2 separate regions of the Rattus norvegicus genome follow, and region 1 is linked to region 2. A link is a contact called in public Hi-C data. All regions are on one chromosome and are shown on one strand. Each heading gives the region's core, a stretch centred on a gene start, on an enhancer-like site or on the middle of the called end of the contact. The rest is flanking DNA. Distances are from core to core; before and after follow the strand shown.

The links. A called contact is a pair of places that touch in the nucleus more often than the background predicts.
Region 1: a Hi-C map of hepatocytes shows a contact between it and region 2, with 1.6 times the contacts expected there. The contact joins the promoter of Get1 here to the promoter of Psmg1 in region 2. A contact is called at or near these places in 3 of 12 Hi-C or Micro-C datasets (hepatocytes and liver).

What each region holds. Positions count from the first base shown.
Region 1 is chr11:48,911,525-48,916,553 of GRCr8, forward strand. It overlaps Get1 (guided entry of tail-anchored proteins factor 1), which reads left to right and starts at 3,774. Exons shown (of 5, transcript NM_199373.1): 1 at 3,774-3,944. The coding sequence starts at 3,843.
Region 2 is chr11:48,752,749-48,758,206 of GRCr8, forward strand. It overlaps Psmg1 (proteasome assembly chaperone 1), which reads right to left and starts at 2,292. Exons shown (of 7, transcript NM_001399237.1): 1 at 2,130-2,292; 2 at 605-711. The coding sequence starts at 2,266. It also overlaps a transcript of Brwd1 not described here.

The DNA.
Region 1 (5,029 bases), core at 2,524-5,023, 160 kb after region 2:
ACAGAGGACCATACTTAGGTCCTTATGTTTGTATGGCAAGAATTCTCCCCAAAGAAGCATTTCCCAGCTCTTCATTTTTCCTAACGGACCCATTAATTGGTCTTGCCAAGTGTATTTTTTTTCCATCTGAGTAATCTGAACTGTATAAAAACCTTTTGTTAGCCCAGCAGCATATGCTTAAAGCTCAGCACTTGGGAAGTAGAAGCAGGCAGATCTCTGTGAGGTTCTGAGGCCATCCAGGTCTACATAGTGAGTTCTAGGACAGGCGAGGCTATAAAGTGAGACTCTGTATCAAAAGCAAAACAAAACAAAATGGAATGAAACAAAACAACAACAAAAAGAAAGAAAAGAAAACCTTTGTTAGGCTTTACAAGCCCAAGTTCTACATTAGATTTACTTAACAGCTTTAATGAAAAAAGAAAAACTACTAAATTAGCCACATACTGATCTGTTGTGTAACAGATTCCTCAGAGATTGAAACATTCCATCTTGCAGGGAAACTCCTTAGGGGTCACTCTTGCTGGGCTGGGCTTTGGTGAGACAGCTGTCTTTGAGTCATTTCTGCTCCTGTAACTAACCCCTCACCCATATTTCTGTAAGTAACCCCAATAAAGTTCATGGTTCACCAACTTGGACTTTGGTGGTGTCTTTTTTTTTTTTTATTTATTCTTTTTTTCGGAGCTGGGGACCAAACCCAGGGCCTTGCGCTTGCTAGGCAAGTGCTCTACCACTGAGCTAAATCCCCACCCCCCCTTCTTTTTAAAGATTTATTTATTTAATATAAGTCGCTGTCTTGACACACACACCAGAAGCGGGCATCAGATCCCATTACAGATGGTTGTGAGCCACCATGTGGTTGCTGGGAATTGAACTCAGACCTCTGGAAAAGCAGTCAGTGCTCTTAACCATGAGCCATCTCTCCAGCCCTGGTGGTGTCTTAGGTGGCAAGATGGACACAGTATTGGAGCAGTGGCTGAGAGTTCTACATCTGGATATGCAAGCTGGAGGAAGACAGAGACAGTGGACCTGGCTTGGCTTCTGAAACTTCAAAGCCCACCTCCAGTGACATACTTCCTCCAAAATGGCCACACCTTCTAATCCTTCTGAAGTAGTGCCACACTCCCTGATTATGCATTTGACTATCTGAGCTTATGGGGGCCACTTTTTATTCGAAACACCACAGGTGGTATTTGTACTTTGATCTATTGTGTGATTCCTATCTAGGGTGAGTAGACATGTGTTGTGACCCCCCAGGAAAAGTTTTGTCACACAACATCTCTCCCCCCCCCCTTTTTGACCTAGCTCTCCTTTATTTTCTACCACTTACTAATACATGCCACAAACGTTCCCGAACACCTCATCCAACTTAGAATGCTTGTCTAAGCCTGTGTCTCTATAGTCTTTTGTCTGGTAGCAATCATCTGTAGTACTCATTTTTATTTACTTAAGCACCAGGAAGAAACAGACTGGGACTTTGGGTTTATTATCATACTCTGTCTCGCAGCTAGTAAAATATGTCAACCGCAGACGACTTTGTACACTTCTTTTTTTTTTTTTTTTTTGAGACAGGGTCTCACATATCATAGACTGGCCTCGAGTCTCTGTGTACCGCAAGGATGATCTCTCTCCTTCCACATCTTGAGTGCTGGTATTATATAGGCATAGGCCTCCTGGAACCTGGGAGATCATCTTTGATCACCCACGCGGACCCAGTGTAATCATAAGGCTTCCAATGGTGAAAGAGAGAGTTGAGAGGCAGGAAGGATGGTGGATTGAAAGCCCAAGCAGTGTGCTGTGATGCCAACCTTGAAGACAGAAGAGAGCCGTGAGGTCAGAATGCTGGCCTCAGATGCTGGACTCTGCCTGAGGGATTCCAGAAGGAAGACAGTCTATTTTTAGCCCAGTGAGATGCACTTCACATTTTGAACTCTCAGACTATAAGATAACAAATTTACGAAATCCCAAGCCACTAAATGTGTGACTATTAATTACAGCGTTATGTGAAGCTCACCAGAGATGACCACTCAGACAGTTTATAGTCAACTGAAAGTCTTTATTCCAGCCAGCTGGGACTACACTCAGGTATTTGGGACTCGAGTGAAGCACCAAGTGTTCAGAGCACAGTGTTTTAGAAAGCAAGAACCACACTCTGTCATCTCTTGCTGTTCAGGAGTGGAAGATTTGCACAAGCAGATAGTTTAAGAGAAGATAATGTGGGGCATCTTGACCTTGTGTCCCTAGAGTAGAGCTGGGCAATTTTCCACAGGATTCTCCATCAAGGAGATGAATTTTTCATTAAACACAAAATGGCCTCAGCAAGAATACAAGATGGAGGAACCTCAGAGCTGCCACACCCTGTCACAATAGCAGAATCAAAACACAAACACGCGCTTGTTACGAGCTCTGTACCATACCTTGACTGATATTTCACACTTCCTTTATATGTTAGAACTCAGTCTTCAACTGAGAACTGTTTCTGAGAGTGGTCAACAGGAACTAGGAGCTGAGCTGACTCAGTCAAACTGAGCTGCTCCTGAGAGCCAGGAAGAGTTTCTCCTAGCCACCCCAGCTGTATATACGTTATAGGATACTCACCAGTAATTTTGTTAGCATCTTGACTTACTAAGAACGGAGTGGTCCTCCTGTGCAGGTGTGATGCATGGATGGGGTGGGGACTGGTTGATACTTTCCTCTTCATTCTAAAAAGCAGACACTTGGGACTGAAGAGCAAGACGGTATGGGGGAGTCAAGGTGGTTTTGTGGGAAGGGAGAGACTCTGACACTCTGCCATAATTTTTCATGAGGCTGCTCTTACTTAACCCATCTAAATCTTCAGTGTGTACAGGACCTGGCAGTCTGCCTACAGCCTGGGGTAGTCCAGCTGGAAGGGAAGCTTATGGAGTGGTAGTCACTGTCAGTATGCCCATTCATGGAGAGAATTCATTCCACCGCTGCTGGTAGAGCCACAGGCAGCAATTCTATAAGTAAGGTTCTCAGACTAACAAGGCAGAAAAGACAGCCAACTATCTTTCACTTTATTTACCACATATAAATGAACCGGGGCTCTTTTGTTATGAGTATTCATTATTGCCTAAATTTAGAACATTGTATTAAAAGCTCACTGTAAACTTTTTCTTTGAGCGCGCTGAGGACGGCTGGTACCCAAGATTTCCCACATGCTTGGCAAGTCTCTACCAGTCACTAAGTGGTGCTTTTGATTAATAAACTTATCTTTTAGGATTACAACTTTCTATATTGCTTGTGTTTATTAGTGCTTAGTTTTAAAATGTAGGTGAGCCATTTTACATGCGACAACGGGTTAAAAAACATTTTTTATTTTTTATCCCAGCTCCGAAAAAAAAGAACCAAAAAAAAAAACATTTTTATTTACCTGCTACGATAAAGTAATTTTCTGTTCACGCCGAGGCTTATTCTAAAATAAATTTAAGAATAAAGGTGTGTTAGTTAACTCAGTAAGAATGTAAGTAGTTATCGGTTACTACAATCAATCACAGTTCGCTAAAAGTTGTTAAGCCTCCAGGAGTGGGATAGGTATCAACCGGCTACGGAAGGAAGCCCGGAAGGCGAAAGGCGAAGCTGGGTGCTAAGTAACACCCCGTGCCGCCCCCTAGAGGAGGTGTAGCGAGCGCGCACCGCCGGCACTGGGTGCTGCGTCCTTGCGGTGTTGCCGTAGTCGCAGTGCGCCGGCGCAGGCGCAGTTGACGACGCTGTCTCCCAGGCGCTGTCGTAGCGTAGCAGGGCTGCAGTGCGCAGGCGTAGGCGAGCGCGGAGGCGCGGTCTCCATGGCGCTGCTGTAGCGGTGCAGGTGCCTGGGATCCAGAATGAGCGCGTCCGAGACAGATCGCTGGGCGTGGTTGCTGGTGCTGTGCTTCGTGTTCGGGTGCAACGTGCTGCGCATCCTTCTGCCGACCTTGTCCTCGTTTGTAAGTAGTTGTAGGGGGCGGAGACCGGCCGAGCGCGGGGCCTTGCGCGGTCCATGCTGCAAGCTCTCTTCCTTCAGATGGCTCCGAGCTTTTCACAGATCACGAGGTTGCAACCAGCTGCTCTTACTGCGCTTTGGAGGGTGGGGGATCCCAAGCCACACTTCCCGGCAGAAGAGCAGCACGGGCCAAGCATCCTCATCGGTGCCTAGGCCTGGAGCGACTGATCCCCGGCTGCAGGCAGCCCCCTTCTGCTCTAGAATAAGGAGCACGACAGAGCAATCTATGCAGGCCATATCGTTCTTGCTCACTCAAGTTTCTGTTTATTTTTGGGTGTTTTGCTTGCGTGAATATATGCGCACCGTGTGCTTTCATTGCCAGCAGAGTCCAGAAGAGAGCGCTGGATTCTCTGGAATCAGGGTTACAGATCTTAGGTACCTGCTATGTAGTTGCTGGGAACAGAACCCAGGCCCTCTCTTACTCACTGAACCATCTCCAGCCCAACATATTTCTACATGACTTTCCATATTTCACTCATGCCTGTATAATTCCCCAAAGGACTGCATGCAGGAAGGTGAATAAAGATTTTTCTATGTACCAGGAGAGGGGTTGGGGGGCTTCTAACTAGGGGTGGATGGTCCCACACCCAGTGGCCTTCCTGGCCTGCCTGCATGTTTCCTCTGTCTTGTTTAAACCTTTTTTTTTTTTTTTTTTTTTTTTCGGAGCTGGGGACCGAACCCAGGGCCTTGTGCTTGCTAGGCAAGTGCTCTACCACTGAGCTAAATCCCCAACCCCTTGTTTAAACCTTTTTTAAAAACTACTTTTTTTTAATAAAGATTTTATTTATTGTATATGAGTACACTGTAGCTGCCTTCAGACACACCAGAATAGGGCATCAGATCTCATTACAGATGGTTGTGAGTCACCTTGTGGTTGCTGGGATTTGGACTCAGAACAGTCAGTGCTCTTAACCACTGAGCCATCCGTACTTGGCCTTCATCCTGGTTTCTTGTGTAGTTTTTTTCATCGTGTGTGTGTGTGTGTGTGTGTGTGTGTGTGTGTAAGAGTGAGGTCAGTTGGTCTCAAGG
Region 2 (5,458 bases), core at 1,042-3,541:
TTACAGAGCAAGAGCTCTTAACTAGAGTTCCCAAATGATTTCCTCAGAGCCTGTTAACCCACTGAAGTTACAAAGGTCTCCACGTGTACTGACATACAACACTGTTCCAAGCAAACTCACATTATTCCACTTTCAACCTACCAGGTCAATAAATGCATTCAAAGACCTTAGAACTGAAGTGTTCCAGATGCTTACGATTACTGCTAGACGTGTGGACACAGCAGGCTGGAAAACGGGGCCTAGAACTGTAATTCTGAAGCTAAGCGTATTTCCTTTAAATCTCATTACAAAGATGGAAAAACAGGCAATCTACCTTACTTGAAATGACTGTGGCTGTTTAAGACAGGGCCTTGTGGAGCCCGGCTCGGTCTTGGAACTTCTCCGTGCTCCCATCTGCCATCTCCCGCCTGCTGAGGGCTAGGGTTGCACAGCGCCCAGTTCATACAGTATTGGGATTCGAACCCAAGGTCCTGTGCTTCATAGGCAAGCACTGTGCCACCTGAGCCACACGCCCAGGGCCTGCTGGGATCCTTTTAAAATACATACGAGATGTAGGAAGAAACATTCTTCCAACAGGACGTCTACCCCTGACACTGGCGCTTACCCGTGGCGTTACTTCCTACTGCAAGGATGAACTTGGAGCAAGGGTGCTTCTCTAGGAGCACAGCCTCCAGACATGTTTCTGTCTGTCTTCGGAGAAGCTTCACCTCCCTGACAGCAAGAGACAAAAGTAAACAAATGTCACTCACTGTAACGACCGTCACACTGGAAGAGATGGTAATAGAATGACAGACAGACAGATTAAGAGAAAAGTGACAGATGCTATATAGAACTGGATGCACACATAGATGGAAGACAGATGAGATCGATGGTGGACAGACATGCGACTTATATAGATATGGTAGGCAGGTGCAATATACACAACGTATATACACAGATGGGTAAATAGGTAGGTGACAGAAGAGAGATGAGTGGATAGCTGGATTGATAGATGGTATTAGATAAAAGAAACGGTGTCCTGGGTGGCCTGGCGAATGGAAATACTGTAGGCTCAGGCAATGACTACTCACAGACTCAATGAGTAAAACTACTAACAAACTTCATACAAGCATCTCAAACACTCCTGCCAGCAAAATGCTTAACGTGGCCAAGTGTCCAAACAAACGTTGAAGCATTTAGTTGTGACAAAAGCAAGTGAAGCCTGACCATCGGACAAGTCGAGGCTCTCGGGAAGAGTTTGAAAAGGGAGAGGGGACCCAGAGCTAACCCTGTAGCACAGCTTTCAGTACCCAAATCCTGACAGGAGAGAGCTGGTCACCCAGGGGTGTTGACACAGAGGCTTATAGGAGGATCATGCCACAGTCAGAGATAGCAACACCAGCTAACACCAGAGAAAACCAGGTGAGAGGCAAGTGCAAGAACCAAAAATGAGGGGGGGTGGGTAGGTGGTGAGGGGGTTGTTGTAAATGAAACAGAGTGCCAAAAGTGTCTGTAGTTGACAGAAATCACCAGAAAGTATATTTTAAAAATCTAGGTGAATTTGATTGTGAACTGGTATGACACTGAAAACTTATTAGCATATCTGGGGCAGGGAAGGTGCTAAGTTGCCACCACAACCATGACGACCCAAGTTCTGATCCCAGAACCCACCTAAATGTCGAGAGTGAAGGTTCTGGGAAAACAGGATAATCTCTTATGGTCTGGAGGTCAGCCAGTGAAGCAGAAACAGTGAGGTCTGGGTTCAATTTAAGATTTCTCAAAAAGGTGGTAAACGCCACCGGGCACCCAACTCCAACCTCTGGTCCAGCAACAAACAAACAAAATAAATGAATACGCATAAAGACAGCATGCTTAGGAAGAGTTTCCTAACTGGAAACTAGTAGGGGTGGTGTGAGAAAAAATGGATGTGGTAAAACCTTGGCCAAGGGGCCGGCATAACCTCATTTCTGTGTATTTAACAGTAGTTTTGCAAGAAATACGGCGGACACGCGGCGTAACCTAAAGCGTAGGGTGGAGGGAGGGCAAGCATTGCTGGGTTGTCAGCGTCCCAGCGTGAACGCAGGGCACTCGGCAGGCCAACACCGCCTGATGCTCGCCCCGCCGGTGGGGAGGCCTTCCCGGAGCCTGACCTCTTCCGCGCAAGCTTCCGCCGGACCTCCCGGTCCTCCGGCGTGTCCCGCCTGCTCTGCTCCTCCTCCTCTTCCTCCTCCTCAGTCCCAGCTCGGCATGGCCCCTTCACCACCTCACCAAAGAACGTAGCAGCCATGGCACCTCAGCCCCGCGCGGCCAGACGGCGCCTGCGCGCCGGCCCCAGCCACGCCCTTCAGACCACGCCCCCGACCCGCCTGAGCCAGGCCACGCCCTCAGCCTGGGTGAAGGTCTCAGAACTTCCGGTCCGCCGCGGGATCTGTTCCGCGGCGCGCTTCCGTCACCCTGCTGACCCGGGCACGCAGGGCCCGCTCCACATCCCGCCGCCCGCCTGCAAGGACCCACCCGTGGAGGAAACCCAGAGCTGCGAGTGAAGCACAGACAGCTCCAGGGGTGATGACTGCAAGCGGATCCAGAGGACATGAGTGAAGCTGCAAGGCTAGGCTTTTTAAAAACCTGGCCATGTGTAACTCATATACACTGTTTTCTTTTTTGGTTCTTTTTTTCGGAGCTGGGGACCGAACCCAGGGCCCTTGCGCTTCCTAGGCAAGCGCTCTACCACTGAGCTAAATCCCCAACCCAGTTTTCTATTTTAATGACAGAAAGAATGTGTTTTTCTGGCTTGTGTGCTGGAAGACAAAAAAACTCTACCGAATACTGCTCTCACAAGAGCAAACGACTACGAGGAAAAAGGAAACTGGGACCTCAGTGGGAAATAAAAACACATTCTAGATTTACTTGCGAGGAAATAGGGTCTGCCTTGCCTAAATAGGGTCTGTTTAGTAAAATATAACTAAAGTAAGTAAATATTTCGGGATCGGGGACGTTTTAAAATCAAAACTCTTGGGAAGTTGTTTAAAATCTCTCACGATGTAGAAAAACGATAAAGTCTATTGGGGGGAGCATATCAATTTTAACATAAATACTTTTTAAAAATAAACCTCAAACACTAATAAAAAGCAGATTAATACCAAATAGGACATTTTACATGTAGCTATAGCACACATAAGATTATAACTATGGTGTCTTAAGACTCAGACTCCAGGGTTAGTGGACATACGTGAGCTGAGGGACAAATGTACCTGGCTTTCTCTTTGTGTGGCTAAGCTGATATTTTGCTGATAAAGATACTTGATTGATCTCAGTCACACATGAAAAGAGCATTAACAGAAATCTGAAACATGATTCTAAACCATATGGAAGTGGTGGTCCATTGGCCAAGCTTTAAATTCTGTACACATTTCCAGGAGAGGTTTTACAATAAAGAGACCAAACACTTTAGAGGGTAAGAAAAAAATTATGTTCCAGTTAAAGGCTGAACCAGAAAGGGATTCCATTAGAAAAGGCTGGACAGGATCAGATGGTGACAGAAAGTAGCCCTACCGCGGCAAACCGTAAATTCAAACCTTCAGTTCACACTGCCAAAATTCACATGTCTTCATAAGACTGACATATTTTCATCTCATGGCATTTCTTGAGGATATAATTGCCCAAAAAGTAATTCTATGACATTTGGGATCAAATTTTTCATCAACGCTCAACAGAAAAAAATAATAATAAAAAAAAATCAAACCATGCACCAAAAAAGAGAGCAGCAGTTCTTCCTGTGCTTGTAACAAGATGCTGAAGAGTGAGTGACAAAAAGACACACACTGTGTTGGAATATTCTGACTTGTGTTCTTGTTTGTTTCAAGCAGGCAGGCAACCAAACACAAACAAGTTTCTCAAGTAATCTGGACCCTTCGGCCACACATGTCACTGGGAAATATGCATTACTGTTAATGAAGAAAGACACACCCCTAAGGTTCCATTTGGTTTTTTTTTGTTTGTTTGTTTTGGTTTTTGTTTTTTTGATTTTACACATGCAGATTACCCCTAAAGTCACAGCTATGTTTAATGGGAAAGACAAACTGTTGAGGAAAGATAAGTTTCTCCAGCAACATTAAAAGACTTGACAGTACATTCACAGGTCACGTCTGGTGACCTTAATGTCAACCAATAGCTATGAACAACAGACTAAAGTTCACACACCCTCAGTAGGCTGAACATTTGTAGCACAGTGACCAGATTCTGTGACAGTGGCAAAGGCCACACTGGAGGCCAGATTCCTGACACTTGGCTTGTTGGTGAGATTGGAATGAACCTGCAGTGTTCACACTTCTGACTTTTAAGGAGCAGTAGAGAAAAGGTGAGAAACAGGATTTAACTGCTAAAGAGATGAGTGTATCTTGTTCTATTTTCTGACTATAAGTCTGGCCTCTACATCTTTGCTGCTACATAGAAGAAGAAATAAAAAGTGTCATAATAATAGTCACATTGAGAGCTTTCTTAGAAAGATACATTCCCTGAATTACTCATTACCAGGTGGCTATCATTCAGTATGAATTCAATGCTATAAATAAGACATTAATGACAGTCTTTCTCACACTCCTCTTCAGAAGTCAGTAACACCCCAGCATTGACTTCCCCAGTTCTTTCTGTGTTTAGTCCCCAAGGATGTGCACTACATGAATTGGATCCAGTTAAAATTCAGCAGTCATAGGCTCCCTGCCTCCCTCCTTTGGAAATGGCCTAGTTTTCAGACCGTGAGGGTAGACCATTGAAATTAGCATCGTTTCCCCATATATCCCGTACGCTTCTATATCTCCTAGAGGACCAAGCTGCTTCAAGCCTTTGCTTTACATTAAGTGGGTTCTTAGGCCTCTCACCTGACTACACAGTCCTTGCCTCCTACCTCCTTGCAACACCCTGTGCTGTACTGTGTAGGGCTGACTGGAAACCATCGTCCATCCCACTTTGACCCAGAGAAATGGCTTTCACAAAATTGTTCAGAAGGTCCTGGGATGGTTTAGGGTTGGGAATGGACTGCAGCTGCAGGTATCGGAGGCTCTGACACTTCTGGTACCCTCTCTACCTCAGGGTGATTGCTGGGCTTTTTCTTTCTGGGATCTGAACCGCCTAAGATATACCTCCTCTTCATTCTCTGAATGTATGAGTGCATCATCCTCTTTATAAACACTCAGTAACTTTTTCTTAGCCGCAGCAGAGGCTTGTCGATAGGGCAGTTTTCTGCTGTTCGTCCTAATGCCGACATTCTCTGGTCCTGAGACCACTTCCTTTAGATTACACATCGTCTTTATTTTATTTGCAGCAATGGCAGCACATCTGCGGGGGATTTTCTCGGGCACCGTTTTTGGTTTCAGGGTGTCACTATGCATCTGTACTGCTTCCTTCTCATTAAACATACATGGCCTCGTTTTTGTATGGGGTTCTCTGTCTTTACGAACAGATTCTGAAAAATGAGTGAAAA